3 separate regions of the Gossypium hirsutum genome follow, and all the other regions are linked to region 1. The links are chromatin contacts, called in public Hi-C maps. All regions are on one chromosome and are shown on one strand. Each heading gives the region's core, a stretch centred on a gene start, on an enhancer-like site or on the middle of the called end of the contact. The rest is flanking DNA. Distances are from core to core; before and after follow the strand shown. Region 1 holds the start of LOC107956994. Region 2 holds the start of LOC107956986 (B2 protein). Region 3 holds the start of LOC107957003 (probable inactive leucine-rich repeat receptor-like protein kinase At3g03770).

The links. Hi-C and Micro-C count contacts between places; a contact is called where the count stands out from the background.
Region 2: a Hi-C map of leaf shows a contact between it and region 1, with 2.2 times the contacts expected there. The contact joins the promoter of LOC107956986 here to the promoter of LOC107956994 in region 1. A contact is called at or near these places in 2 of 34 Hi-C or Micro-C datasets (both in leaf).
Region 3: a contact with region 1 is called in a Hi-C map of hypocotyl, with 2.3 times the contacts expected there. The contact joins the promoter of LOC107957003 here to the promoter of LOC107956994 in region 1. A contact is called at or near these places in 7 of 34 Hi-C or Micro-C datasets (hypocotyl and leaf).

Annotation. Positions count from the first base shown.
Region 1 is chrA05:84,743,108-84,747,922 of Gossypium_hirsutum_v2.1, forward strand. It overlaps LOC107956994, which reads right to left and starts at 1,835. Exons shown (of 3, transcript XM_016892417.2): 1 at 1,164-1,835. The coding sequence starts at 1,344.
Region 2 is chrA05:84,522,140-84,526,954 of Gossypium_hirsutum_v2.1, forward strand. LOC107956986 (B2 protein) reads left to right here and starts at 2,276. Exons shown (of 6, transcript XM_016892412.2): 1 at 2,276-2,442; 2 at 3,066-3,646; 3 at 3,767-3,867; 4 at 3,952-4,035; 5 at 4,143-4,253; 6 at 4,354-4,742. The coding sequence starts at 3,076. The coding sequence ends at 4,398.
Region 3 is chrA05:84,922,874-84,927,688 of Gossypium_hirsutum_v2.1, forward strand. LOC107957003 (probable inactive leucine-rich repeat receptor-like protein kinase At3g03770) reads right to left here and starts at 2,838. Exons shown (of 9, transcript XM_016892427.2): 1 at 2,410-2,838; 2 at 2,234-2,291; 3 at 760-2,151; 4 at 485-618; 5 at 64-307. The coding sequence starts at 2,092. It overlaps LOC107957006 (3-dehydrosphinganine reductase TSC10A), which reads right to left. Exons shown (of 4, transcript XM_016892434.2): 4 at 4,554-4,815.

The DNA of each region.
Region 1 (4,815 bases), core at 585-3,084:
TTAAGAACTACATCATCACAATGTACAAGGATGTAACCTCTTTGATATTCTACAAATATAACATCACTACCAGCAACCCTGTGACTCATAAACAAGTATGAATGGTACCCAGATAGTCCACAAATTGCCTTTCTGGTCTTTCTATATACATGTTAATATCAAATTATTTACACCAATGTCCTTGGAAAAACCTTAAAACTCTTTGTTCTTTCATAATATCTAGGTGTGGTCCATGCATCAACAAGCTTTCCATCAGAGGCTGACAAATCTACAATAGGATGTGTACTGCTCTCTATATACAGAAATTAAAAAATGGGCCCCTATAATGTGCTCCTTCAAAAATCAGACAAAATCTTAAAATAGCTGACATGTCTTTATGCTATTACTATTCCACATCACAAGGTAAGGTATTGAACAAGGGCGTTTCAATCCATCTGAATAAAGATCCACCCCAAAAGTCTAACTTAGAACCTAAAACTTCAGAGATTTAGGAATAGTTGGCTTCATTACATCTGATATTAGATATCTTTTTTTGCAAAAACTACAATACTGGAAGACTTTTCTTGCAAGACAAGCTACTTCTCTTTAACAAATCTCATATGAAACGGAAGGGGGGAAATGGAGTTAACTAGTAAACATGAACTTTTTTTTACTTATAAAAGAAATCTCAACTCTAATAAATAAATTTAAGCTAAGATAGATGAACTTGCAGTAATACAACGGTGAAAATGCTCTGAAATGTCACCACGCCATACTCTATTGTGCTATGAAACAATAACAAGACCCCACAACTATAAGAAAACCAAAAAAAAAAAAAAAAAGAGCCACCATGTTTATATCTCACAATCAACAAAGCTAAAACCAATTTCATTAGGCATATCATTCATGGCATAGATTGAAACATAATCATAAAAATCAATAATTGGAAGCATCATTATTCATCAAGCCAGAAAAAAAAAAACCCTTTCTTCTATTAAAAAGGTAAATAGTCTACTAGACATCAAGATCATTCCTGAATGTGAAAAAAAAAAAAAAAAAAAACCTTTGTACTCAATTTATGATAAAAGTGTACGACAAGAAAAAAAAAAAGATTGCCTTTATCTCATAACGAAGCAAACTAATTCCAAAAACAAGACCAAGAAAACCAAAAAGAAAACAATTACCTAAATCTTTAAAAGTAGAGGAAGATTGAGATTCAAGTGCAAAGTGACCATTGGCAGCAGCAGGTTTCTCTTTAACAGGTGAAGGTGGAATGATAAGGCTATCTGTTTTAGGCTCTATAAAAAGCCCAAGTTTCATGGCAGACTCTTGAGAGCTCTTATGCACTGAAACACATGAACCCATCTCTTTTTTTTTTCCTTCTCCCACTCTCTCTCTCTCTCTGTCTCCAACTCTTTAGAACCACAGAATCCCACTAAGAAAAGAAGAAACTTTCTTTTATTTTGCCAATGGACCGTGCAACCCAAAAGGCAGAAGCAAAAAGAAAATGGAAGAGAAAGGAAAGAGAGCTCTTTTTCTTTAGCGTTATGTTAAAAAAGAAAAGGAAAAATGGATTCTGCAAGAGAGTGCTTAGTCTTGAATTGAAAGGGGAGTTAGCACAACAATTAGCAAGCAGTGCTGGAATTAGTTTCTTTTTATTACTTTTTGTTCTTATAATAAAATATATTTTAAATTATCAAATTGGACCATAAATCCGACCTGTCCCTAGATTAGCTAGAAAATTCCAAACAGAAATAAAAAAGAGAGGAAAGCAAATGGAATATGGAAAACCCACTGAGGATGGTTGTGGCTATAGTACCAAAAGATAAGAGTTTTTGAAAATCAAAACAATAACAAAATTCTAATCAAAAGAAAGAATTATATCTCTTTTGTTTGTATGCCAACACCGACCATTTCCAATTGTCATTGTCTGTCTGTTTGAGCTTCACATTCACTAAAAATATCATACCCTTCGGAATATATTTAATCGATCAAGCTTTTCAATCAAGAATCATGGAGAAAATATTTATTAGAGATTTATGATCGGCCAAGCCATGTGGCTGCCTGGCGTGATCGTTTTTTGTTTCTTTCAAGCTTTGAACTTTCGAGATCAAACCATGTGATATTCATATGAATGATTCACTATAATTTGATTAGTGGTTTAAACAAATCCCACTTTCAAGTCACTTTCTTAAATCTTTAAGAGGTTGTAGCAAAAAAAAGCAATTAATGGGAATATGTGTTTGCTTTCTTAGGCCCAAGACTGCAAATCCACTTTCCTTCCATCCAAACAAAACTTAACTTGGGCTCCAAAACAATAATAAAAAGCCTAAAACTTGGACCCTATTTGATGAACAAGAAAGAAAATGGGACTTTGGAGCTGACTGGCATCACACGGATATCATGGTAAAAGCATTTAGCTTTGCTTTTCATGGATTCTTAAGATATGAAAAAGAGTTTCTAAATTCTAATCTTCTTTTCAGCTCTGGACCTTTTTTTCTGCAGGATGGGTATGTTTCATTGCTTTGGTAAAGCTCTTTCCTTTACTTTTTCGGTACATAGTCTTCACTTTTTTGCTTTAGTTATTATTGTGATTATATCTGCTAATTGGGGTAAGTAAAGTTCAAACTTTGTAATATTCCGCGACCTTTATGTTATTATTGTGATTATATCTGCTACTTGGGGTAAGTAAAGGTCAAACCTTGTAATATTCCACAACCTTTTTGCATTGGTTACTTCTTGAAGAGTACCATTCCTTGGGAACACCATGTTCATGCATTAGAGCAATGAAGACATGCTAAAGCCTTTGTGGATTTGTTTTGCAGGTGAGATGGTGGGTTCGAACCTTCAATAAAATGATTCGAGATTATTGGTGATAATGACCTTTCTGAAGTGCTCTATGTATGTACAAACCGGCCTGCAAATATAATTGAATGATATTATGGAGACATGGTTTATTGGTTGAGCTAATCAGAAATAGTGATTTAAATCTACCAATTGTTGTTAAGACTGATGAAGAAAACCCAAATTAATTTCACAGTTGTTGAGCTGAAACCTCTTTCTACACACACTGTTTCATCTTTGGATCAAATTGTTACATCCAGGAGCTTTCAAACAAAAACGAGATGTCCATTTACGTGCACGCACGTGAGAAGCATACATTTATCCTCGACAAGAAACGATCCTTAAATGTGTCTGCTATGCCATGTTCCAAACCTAAGTCCCATATTTTTTTGTTTTTAAATTATGCATAGCTTCACGTGTATTCACGTGCACATTAGGTTCTGTAAATCTAGTTTTATGGATGTTTGAAACTTTCAATGCAATTTCAATTCTGGGTTTAAAATGAAAAAGCAGTAAACCCCAAAGTTACAAGTTCTCCTAAAATGCAATAACTTCACTTGTTGAAGTGAAGAAGTGGCCTTCCAGGCAAGAAAATGGAAGGGGACAAAATGGGAAAATGAACATTTTGTTGATTTACTCCTTTTGTTCATTGAAGTTAAGAGAGCCAAAAGTAGTCAAGTTCCATGGACAACCTGGAGTTGCAATGATGATTGATTGATTCATGGGTCGGTACGTGGAGCTTGTCAACGTAGGAACTTCATGCCAAATTTGACCTATGATTCGCTAGCCTTCCTATCATGCCCCAGCTTTTCGTTTCAACTTTCATGGACATATATATCTTCAGTGGATTGATGTCATCCTCTTTATGTTTCAAAATTTCAATCATTTCCCCTCATCCAACTTGCTTCACATACTACCATTGCTTTTTCTCCATCTTTAATGCATTTATTATTGCGTAACAAATTCTATTGCTATTTATTAGAATATCAGCCTTTTTCTTATTGTGATATAAGGGGAATTTTATTTTATTATTTATATTTTTCTAAAATAGGATTTTTCAAGATTATTTTTATAATTTTTTTTAATATTACACAACTTCAACATCTACCAATTTCGAGGTCAATATCAATAGTTTTTGAAGGAAACTCGACACTCATAGGTATCGCGAGATTTAGTATTTATGTCAAAGATTCCTTACAGAATCTAATTTCCATAATTTAGGACATGATAAAATAATTATACTTTGACGTTGACTCTATTGGGTGTTTAGATCATGATCAATTTTTGAGATTTGTTAATGTTAGAGTTTGCGTGACCCAAATCTCATCACTCATTGAAGAAATAAATCCAGTGGCAAAATAAGGGGACCTTTGCAGGTTCAATATGCAAAGTGCCAAGTCTGTTAGTACTGCATTAGCAGCCCACTTTAGACTTTCATCAGCTTTGTCTCTGCAATCAGATGATGAGATTGACTACATGTCACGTGTCCCATATTCTACTGCAGTGGGATCTCTCATGTATGTTATGGTTTGCTCACATCCATATTTATCATATGCAGTTAGTGCAGTCAGTAGATACATTGCGAATCCTGGTAGAGAACATTGGAAAGCAGTTCAATGTATTTTCAGATACTTACGATGTACTACTGATGTTTGTTTATAGTTTGTAAGAACTAAAGATGGATTCATTGGGTGTGTTGATTCTGATTTTGTCGAAAACCTTGATAAAAGAATGTCACTCACAGGGTATGTTGATAAGTGCTAAAAGTAACATGTTTTAATCTCATTCTTAATGCATTTTTAGAATATTATTCGATGTTATTGGTGAATTTTATGCTCCTAATATTTTAAATTCATTTTTTATACTTAGGAGAGCATTTGGAAGCAAAAGGAGCGAAAAATGAGCGAAAATCGAAAAATTAGAGCAAGGTACAAGAGCCACACGGGCTAACCCCTTCCACATGGCTTGGCTACATGGGCTACCACACGACCA
Region 2 (4,815 bases), core at 1,026-3,525, 220 kb before region 1:
TATATAGGGAGAACTGATATAATCCCAGAGAGATTAAAGATATCCTATGAGGGTAACACACTTATGACAAGGTCACTGGTTGAGCACTGAGTAGTTGATTTCGTAATGGCGTGTCATTAGGGAGAGCTTAGTCATGATACTATAGTAGAATGACTTTATGAATAAATGATTTTATAATTAATAGGAAAAAAGCTAGAACTTAATTATAAATCATTTGAGCTCTAATTATATATATCCAATCTGACCCTCTACAAGCTCGTTGAAATCAAAAATGAATTGCGTATTGAACCGAAAATGAACAGAATGAATAGAAATAGAGAAATGGAAAACATTCAGAAATAGTTATGGTTTTCTCCAAAATGAAGAAAAGAAATCATTTGAAAATGAATGTAGGTTTCTCAAAATATGGAAATGGAAATGGACATAAGAAATGATCTATTTGAAAATATATATATGGATTACTCAGAAATGACCAGAAGAATGATTTTATGTTTTTTAGTAGTTTTAAAGCCTGAAAATAAAAATAAACCATTTGCTCATAGTGAACAAGTTGAGTTGTGAAATATTGAATATGTTTTCTTGTAAATTTTAACAGGGGTTAAATTGTCATAATTTTACAATGTGTAAAATTGGGATGAGAAAATTATTTAATTGGAAAAATAATGTTTATTTTGGAAAATAGAAAATTATGTATTGGGTTGGACTAAATTATGAAGTGTTGGGTTAAAAGGCCAAAAAACACATATAATTGGGCTTAATAAAATGAGAGGCTTGAATCTACATCATAATACATATGAGGGGAAACACACCTTATTAGCCCCTCTGCCTCTTCTAGTTGGACTGAAAGTTGTTTTTTTATTTGAAATAAACTTCCACAATTCAACAAGGGTTCTATCTTCTCTCCCTATAAATAGATGGAATCGATAAATTTATTTACACAACTTCAAGATATTATTACTCTGTCAAAAAATAGAGAGAATTTATTCTTTACTATTATATATATTCGAAATAACAATTTTGTCAGTTTCTATTTTGAAGAAAGAATTTTCCTTTTCATCCAAAAGTAAAAAAGAACTTTTTCTAGTTCTATGTTTTGATTCAATTGGTTCGAGCCCACACTTGAAGCAAATCGTGGTATGAGAGTAGTGAAGAAGATCGATTGGTTAAAAGCTAGAAAACATCAAGGATCCCTTTATCTGAAAAAATATGTATGATTTCGGTTCAAGGTTTATTGCTATAAATATCACAAACTGAATCGGTTTTCAAATTTTAAATTTTCCGCTGTGCAAGAAAATCATTTTCAATCTAGATTTTTTCCAACAAAACAAACACACAAGTGAACTTAATCTATCACACACCTCATGATAATTTTTCTCACCCTTGCACCTTGAAGACTGATACTCTCACCACTAAATTCACCCTTGTGAGTTCAGCAAATAAAATCACAACACAAAAGGTTTTATTATCAATATGCACTCATAGAAAAGTTCCTCACTTGAACAGATTTAGTGCTCTTAATTCCAGTTACAAAAAGCTATACAAGTCTCTTCCTTAAATAGATTATGTTCGAGACTTGCTAACATAGAAGATTTATAATAACCCCATTACAATAATAATACAATAAAGAATTTACAATATAATAACAATAAAACAAATGTGGGCTCTTGGCAACTAATCACATAGAGTTCCAATCCAATCCAAATGTCCATGTTGTAAGGGATTAACTTGAATGATTTAATTCGATCTAATTTTCAATATGAGTTTATTAAGTAATATGATATTCATTGACAGACTAGATGTTGTCTATATGTTCATCATATCTTATTCAAACTGTTCAATAAATTATCAATACTTAATATGAAAATTATCACTCAACAGCTCTAATACTAGAGAAGCATGCACTTCCTTAACACTTAAAAGCGAACTTCATATTTTCTAATAAATATTTGTAAACTTTTGAATTATTTTGAGAGACATTAATCTCAAACACTCACATGATTTTTTTTAATTAAAAATTTATATATCATACATAAAACATTTAAAATATTTTTTATTAAATAAATAATCAATAGAAATAATACGAGAAAAATATATTTTTTTGACAAAATTCGAGATAGATCGGATAAGAAAATTTACTTGGAAGTAAATATTTTTACGATTATTATATTTTTAAAAACATAAAATGTTTTTACACGCGGACACTGAGGCGCGTAGGAAACGAGAACTTCACCAGCACTGCACTTCCTTAATTTTAAGACACTGACACAAAGTTCGTAAGAAAAACGGTAAAAACCAAACTGGCAAAAGACAGTAAATACTCAAGTAATGAGGGGCATTCTCGTCACATAATTCTATAAATACAATGAAAATCCCTTCTTACATAATTTCTCGCTGTCCCCCTCTGTGCCGTGTCTTGCGGGTTTCACTTCACAGCTAGCAAAGGTAAAAAAGATAAAAAGAAAGAAAGAAAAAAAAGGGACTCTCTTTGTTTCTCTTTTGGATCCCAAATCTGGAGTTCTTAGCTTCTAAAATACTTTTAAATCTGCATCTTTAATGCTAAACATTGAAATTGTATTTTGCTTAGTTGGTAAAGTCTGCATCTATTTCTTTGGTTCTTTGTTAAATGCCGTACTATTTGTTTGATTTTTATTGATGGATGATTTTGAATTTTTGGGTATTGTTTTAAAGGTGATTATATTTTTGGGTTTTCTTTTCTTTTCTTTCTTTTTTTTTGGGGGGGGGTGTTCTTATTGGGATAAAATTTGGTTGTTGTTTGTGTCATGTGAAGTTGACTTCAAGAGTTTTAGGATTTCTGGGCTTTGTTTGTGTGCTGAGAAAATGGTGGGAAAGGAAATGGGGAATTTTCCAGCGTTTGCTTGGATTTCATGTGCTGATTCTTGGTTTTCTTTTCTTTGGGTTATTGTGGCTGTTGGTAGAAATTGAATCTCCTTCATTGATGCTTAAGATTTGCTTATCAATTGGTGACTTAATTGTCTCCAATTTTCTCCTATGTCTTGTTTTGTAATTGACAAATCTTTTCAAATTCTGTTATCCTCTCTTATTAGGATCTGCAAGATGGAAAGCATGAATAGCTTTTGGCAGTTAGGAGATGATCTCCGGGGACAATCTAAAGCCTCAGAGGATCACAAATGGTTGATGGTTGCCTCCAAACTGGCTGAACAGACGAGGATAAAGGGTGAGCGAATGAACAATCTCGATCTTTCAAAGGGTCCAGCTGAAGTAAGGACAAGGGATAAATTTGGGTTCCATGAAGACAACAAATTCGAGAACCTTAACTTCAATATGTTGAACTTGGACTCCAAGATCGGAGATAGTGTAAGCAAAAGTACCTTCCGAAATGGTATTTACAACACCGATGCTGTTTACCAGAAAAATAACAGCCACAACATTGGGAACCTGTCTGCCAACAAATATAGCGGCAACAACCATAGCAACAAAGATATTAATAATAACAGCAACACCAACTCCAACAACAACGAGAACAGCAATGCAAACAATGCTGTCGATAAAAGGTTCAAGACTTTGCCTGCCACCGAGACACTCCCTAGAAATGAGGTGCTTGGTGGATACATCTTTGTTTGCAATAATGACACAATGCAAGAAGATCTTAAGCGTCAGCTATTTGGTAATTGTTGTTCTTTTTGAAGACTTCCATTCTCATAAATGTAATTGTCACGTAATTAGTTTATATTATGAACCTTAGTAGTTGAGAATTTTTACTTGCTGCTGTTATCTCATTTGCTAGGTTTACCGCCAAGATACAGGGACTCTGTTCGGGCAATCACACCTGGCCTGCCATTGTTTCTCTATAACTACACCACTCATCAATTGCATGGTATTTTTGAGGTAAGTTCACCTGAGTCTAATGGTTGATCAGGCAGTGTCAGTTAGCGTCTCTTGTATTGTTGATGTTTTCTTCCATATTTACAGGCAGCAAGTTTTGGGGGTTCTAACATTGATCCAACTGCTTGGGAAGACAAAAAGTGTAAAGGCGAGTCGAGGTTTCCTGCTCAGGTAAAGATAAGAGTTTATGGTTTGTTAGAACTGTACATATTGTTCCTTGTCATAGAAGACACCATTAACTCTTAATTCTTATGTTTTTTTTACCCCCATATAAATAGGTGAGAATCCGTATAAGGAAGGTATGCAAGGCATTGGAAGAGGATGCTTTTAGGCCAGTCTTGCACCACTATGACGGTCCCAAGTTCCGTCTCGAGCTCTCAGTTCCTGAGGTATCGGAATTGTTCTATTTTATGCAAGTTCTTTTTCTTTTTTTTCGCTAATCAAATTCTTGTAGCCGTGGCTCACGAGTTCCATATCATACTTTTGCAGACTTTGGATCTAATGGACCTTTGTGAACAAGCAGGCTCCCCATAAACAAAATGCTAGCCGAGTGCAAATGTAGTAGCAGTAGGGTTTGTGATGCACGTTTCCGGAGATTTTTCCATAGAGCGCAAGCTGTGGTGGGTGTTAAATCCAGTTGGGGAAAAAGTAGGAAATGGCATTAGCCACATATGAATAAATGCGTTCATGTCATGTGAAAGATGCATTGTAAAACTTTTGCATTAATATGCTATGAATTAAAATCCTATCAAAGATATATTTGCAAGATGTCAAAAGAAAATGGCAACTACGTGTAATGTTCAAGTCCTCAACAACTGAAGGCTTTGATGTCTATTTTTGTGCTTATAATATGAACTTTCTCCTGTCTTATTCTTCAATCTCATTTTCAAAGTGAAGTTCTAAGTGCATGCAAATATGCAAATTCCAAATAAGGTTTGTTCAATCTCTCAT
Region 3 (4,815 bases), core at 1,588-4,087, 180 kb after region 1:
CATTATAGGTATGCAATGTTTATGTACAAATATAATTTTGAGTTCAAAAGTTTCAACACTGACCTGACAGATGCATACTATAATTCCCATTAGGCACATACTCATATACAAGGAAGACTTTGTTTGGAAAGGGATCATCTTGTACACCACCATCAATGCAGTGCCCCAAAAGGCTTACTAAATGAGGATGATGAAGCTTTGAGAAGAAATCAAGCCTAACTTTAAGGTTTTGAATTGAATATCTCTTCAGTAAATTCAAAGATCGAACGGCAACATAGGTTCCATTCTCCAATCTTCCTTTGTATAGCTGAGAAAGAGAAATAAATGTAAGTCAGATATGTCATTGGTGATCTCACTGACCAAGGCAAAACTTCAAGGATATGGTGTTGGTGCCAAGGTTCCATTCAATTCTGGAAACTACTTGATTGACAAAACAAAGTCATCTAAATTTGATAAGTTCTTCAGTTTTGACTTTTGAGGATACCTTCCCAGCAGGGCTTTCACCCATAAACATTGATGAATCGAAATTATTTGTGGCTTCCTCCAACTCTTCTGAGGAAAACAGTCGAGATACCGGAGAACCTTGTGTCCCTAGCTTCATAACTTCAGAAATGAATCCTAGACAAATGATATTGCACAATTAATAATTAACATAGAAACTCAATCTTCACCTTGAAACACTATAAAATAGTGATAGAAATCATGATGAATTCCCTTCTAATAAGTTACTACAATATGAAGTTGACCTTTATTGCTTACTAGCATTTGCAAGAATGTCAGGTGAAACCCCGGTTGTTGGGTTCTCCTGAACTGCCTTTTGCTGTATATGAGTTTCGAGAGTTTTCCTTTGGAAGCATCTTCGAGACAGAAAAAGAACCCCAAATGCCAAGATCATCAGAAGAAGAATAGATCCTACTACAATAGCAATTAATAATGCTATTTTTCTTCCACTTGTTCTTGTGTTTGCTTCTTTACAATATGAACTTTGATGTTGTTGATGACCTTCAATGGACAAGCAATTCCCACCACATTTTACTGCTCTCTTGTCTGATGTATTGTCCAAGCAAAAAGGAAGCTTACCAACCAACTTGTTACTAGAAATATCGACAAACCCAAGTTTGCTACCACAAGTTATTTGCTCTGGAAGTGAACCACTCAGCATATTTGATGCCAAATTCAAATAACTGATGTTTGGCAAATCAAACAAGGCAAAGGGGGGTGTCCCACTCAGATGATTGAAAGACAAGTCAAGGTGCTGGAGATGAGTCAATATGCCAACTTGTGCGGGAATGAATAAGTCTTACAGAAGAGCAGTAACCAATCCTCGTGGCATGACAGGCAGTTGGGAATCGAATTGATTCTCTCTTACATCCAACACTCGCAGGCGAGTTAAGCTACTGAAATCAGGCAGTTCCCCTGAAAGCTTATTATGGCACAAGGCAATATCTGTTAGGCTTGAAATTCTGCATATTGAAGAAGGAAACTGGCCCTTCAAATGGTTGCCCCTCAAACTTAGAACAGAAAGATTTGATAAAGAATCCAATGTATCAGGAATAGTGTCGTTGAAGTAATTGCCATCCAATGTTAGAGTTTGAAGCTTAACCATTCTAGATATCTGAGGGGGTATACAGCCAAACATGAAATTGGAGCTCAAGTCCAAAAGTTCAAGAGAATATAGCCTATGAATCTTATCAGGAAGAGGCCCCCAAATCCCAAGAGACACTAAACTAAGCACCCTTAAACTGGTTAACCTTGCCAATGTGGTAACTAAAGAATTAATGGAGAATGTCTCAGACAATGTTTTATTATGAATTGCATATCCATTGAACCCACTAACATTTGCAAGTTTATCTCCCCTAATCTTAAGCTCAGTGACAAAATTGTCCTGGCAAGATATCATCATATGTGCCGTTGCAGCCAAGTCACAGAGGCTCCCATTGTAATTATCTAGAATTTGCAGCTGTGAAGGATACTCTAAATGCTTCCTTATTTGCAGAAAAAGTTGAGCTTGATAAGCTTGCAATCCTTTAGTAGTTTGGAAAAAGCAACTCCTTGAAAACAATACAAGAACAAGCAAGTAAAAGTAACCCATTGAACAAGCTCGGAGAAGCTACAAACGCCAGTTGTTGTCTAAAGAAGTGGATAAAAGCCCTAAAATTAAAACAGGAACGTTAAATGCAAAAAGAATCTGAAACAGACCTTGCAAAAGGAAGGTTCATAAGCAATGCTTTACCTGAAGGTTTAATCTCAAATTTCAAACGCCAGAAGATAAATTTCACTGGAGCAGAGAACTGCAAATATTGGTTGTGTGTTAAGGAGGACTTTTGACAGTAATTTACACTTATCCATATTCAAAAGCACACTTAAAAGCATAGGAAGCTGAAATTGAAGCAAAAGCAGGAGGAAAACCTGAAGAAAAAGGAATCTGGAAGACTAAAGATGGTGTTTTTCCCAAGAAAAAGTTCTACTCTTTAACTTCAGTCGAAAAAGAAAAGAATCCCAGTGAAGAGAAACACAAGAGAGCACTGGCAAACAAGCAACTCTCATGATCCAATGAACATCTCTCTCTACAGCAACTTTCTAAGGAAACAAACAACCCCCCAAAAACCACAACAAGGTTTAGAAAGGACCTTGAAGCGAACAGCAATGCAAGTGTTAATTTTAATATGCTTTGGCCAAGTTACTGTAAATGCAAGTACTGTTTATGCAAGTGAGATATTAAAGAGAAGTGGAATGACAAGTCTTCTGCCTGATGGCGTGGCTGCAAATATAATGGGAGGTGGTAGTTGTAAAGGGCGTATAAAATTGATAAGGCAATTTAATAGGGACAGGTGCATTAATGGTTTAGATCTTTGTTTTTTCTTGAAATAAGTGACAAAGCTAAGTGGGGACTGTGTTATATGTAACCAGAAAAAAAAAATGCTTAAGAAATGCAGAGATGGAAAGAGAGATAATACTGTATAATTAAATACCAGTAGTAGTTTTCATTTATTTGTTGGTTATATTGCTAATTCACCTTGGAGTTTTTGGATATGTATAACGATGCCATCATACGTGAAATCTGAACCTGAAGTTCATGTGTTAATGTTCAACAGTAAGAAATTTACCGAGTATGGGAAAAAGATGAAAGCAAGTTTTCAATGTGCTTTCGTGCAACTAAAACTAGTTACAGAGAAGATCTAAAGCAAAGGGCTTAATTAATGGGAATAAAAGCAACTTGTAGACAAACATCACTTTGCTAAATGTTTACGCTTAGCCATGGAATCTATAGTATAGATATGCTATACAACACCTTAACTGCCCATGCTTTGAGTTTGAATCACCAAAAGCCAGAATCCCCACTTCACAACCCACCTCATAAGAATTAATTGGAAAAAGAGGTTGGCTGGGGGGGGACGATGCAGCAGGTGGCTTCTGACTCGGTCAAGGCCATCCTCCTCCATAAACGTCATTGCAAATATCTTCTCATCAGTTTAGAGATAGCAAAAACATGACATTGACAAACAGATTGCTAAGTTTTACTGGTATCAATTCCTATACCCTACAAGCAGTATCTTGAAGGGTCAAAGACTCCCAAAAATCAAAGAAACATAACATTGATTTAAGCCCTTTATCTTCTACTGGTGTTGGATTGCTTGTAGCTTGTCTGCCTCTCTCTCCTGTACCTTTATCTAGTGGCAGTGGCAGTTTTTATTTATTTATTTATTGGGGAAAAGGGGGGGGGCGATGTTCAGTTAAAGTTTCAAAAGTCCTACGAAAATGAGACTGACATTCAAATTTCAAAGAATGCTTTTCTTTTTAATATGCAGCAAATGACATACAAACTACAGGCTACTGGGCAGATCGACCTTGTTTTCCCACATCAAAAGCCAAAACAAAGATACAAGAAATAGTAAACAGAATGTAAGAAAATTTACCCCTGTACAATCAGACATTGTGAACCCCAAGAAAAAAGGGACCGGGGCGCCGGGGGGGGGGATTTCGTTGCATTGCTTACTATTTCTACCCCCATTGTTTTTGTTCAAATTTTCTACCTTTATCCATTTGACCGAACAAATGACTCTCAAAAGGTCAAAGCAACTAAAGCTGCCAACCATTTTCAAGCTAAAGCCTTTACACCTTGCAAGCCTTTACACCTTGCAAGCCAACCACATATTAAGAGATTAAAAGTACGCTTTCCAAGAGAAAACATGGGATGAATGAAGATGCCTCTTTGTATCTCCCTAAGTGCTGGCAAATTCAGGTAGTTTCCTCTTAAAAAGCAGGAATGAGATATGGTAAAAAAAAAAAATGCCATTTGGATCATTTACATATAGCAGTTTAAATATATGATCATACAAAACGACACACTAAAGATCGAAGGCTCTTAGTGCTATGCCATTGAATAATGGCACATAAGATTATAAAACTCCAGTTGACCGATATGAGGGACAAATCCACAGCGGATACCACGTTTACGGCCATACTTCAGTTCTTACTTCTCCCATTTAAATTCCATCTCTGCCAAGAATAAATTGTACTACTATGATAAAAATCAAATAATGCATATGAAATAAAGGGCAAACGGCCAATTATTTTCTCTATTAAAACCCGAATTACTTGGAAACACAATACATCTTAAGATTCAGCTGACAAGTTCTAATGATACAAACTACAACTTTCCAATGCAATTCAAAGCATAATGGCTCTAGCTATTCGCTTTATCAGAATTTGTCTCCTACCGATGTTTAAATTGAAAGCCGGAAAGAAAAAGATGTAACATAGACAAAAAGTTCGGGAAAGCTCTAGTTCCTGAATATCGAGTGATGAAATTTG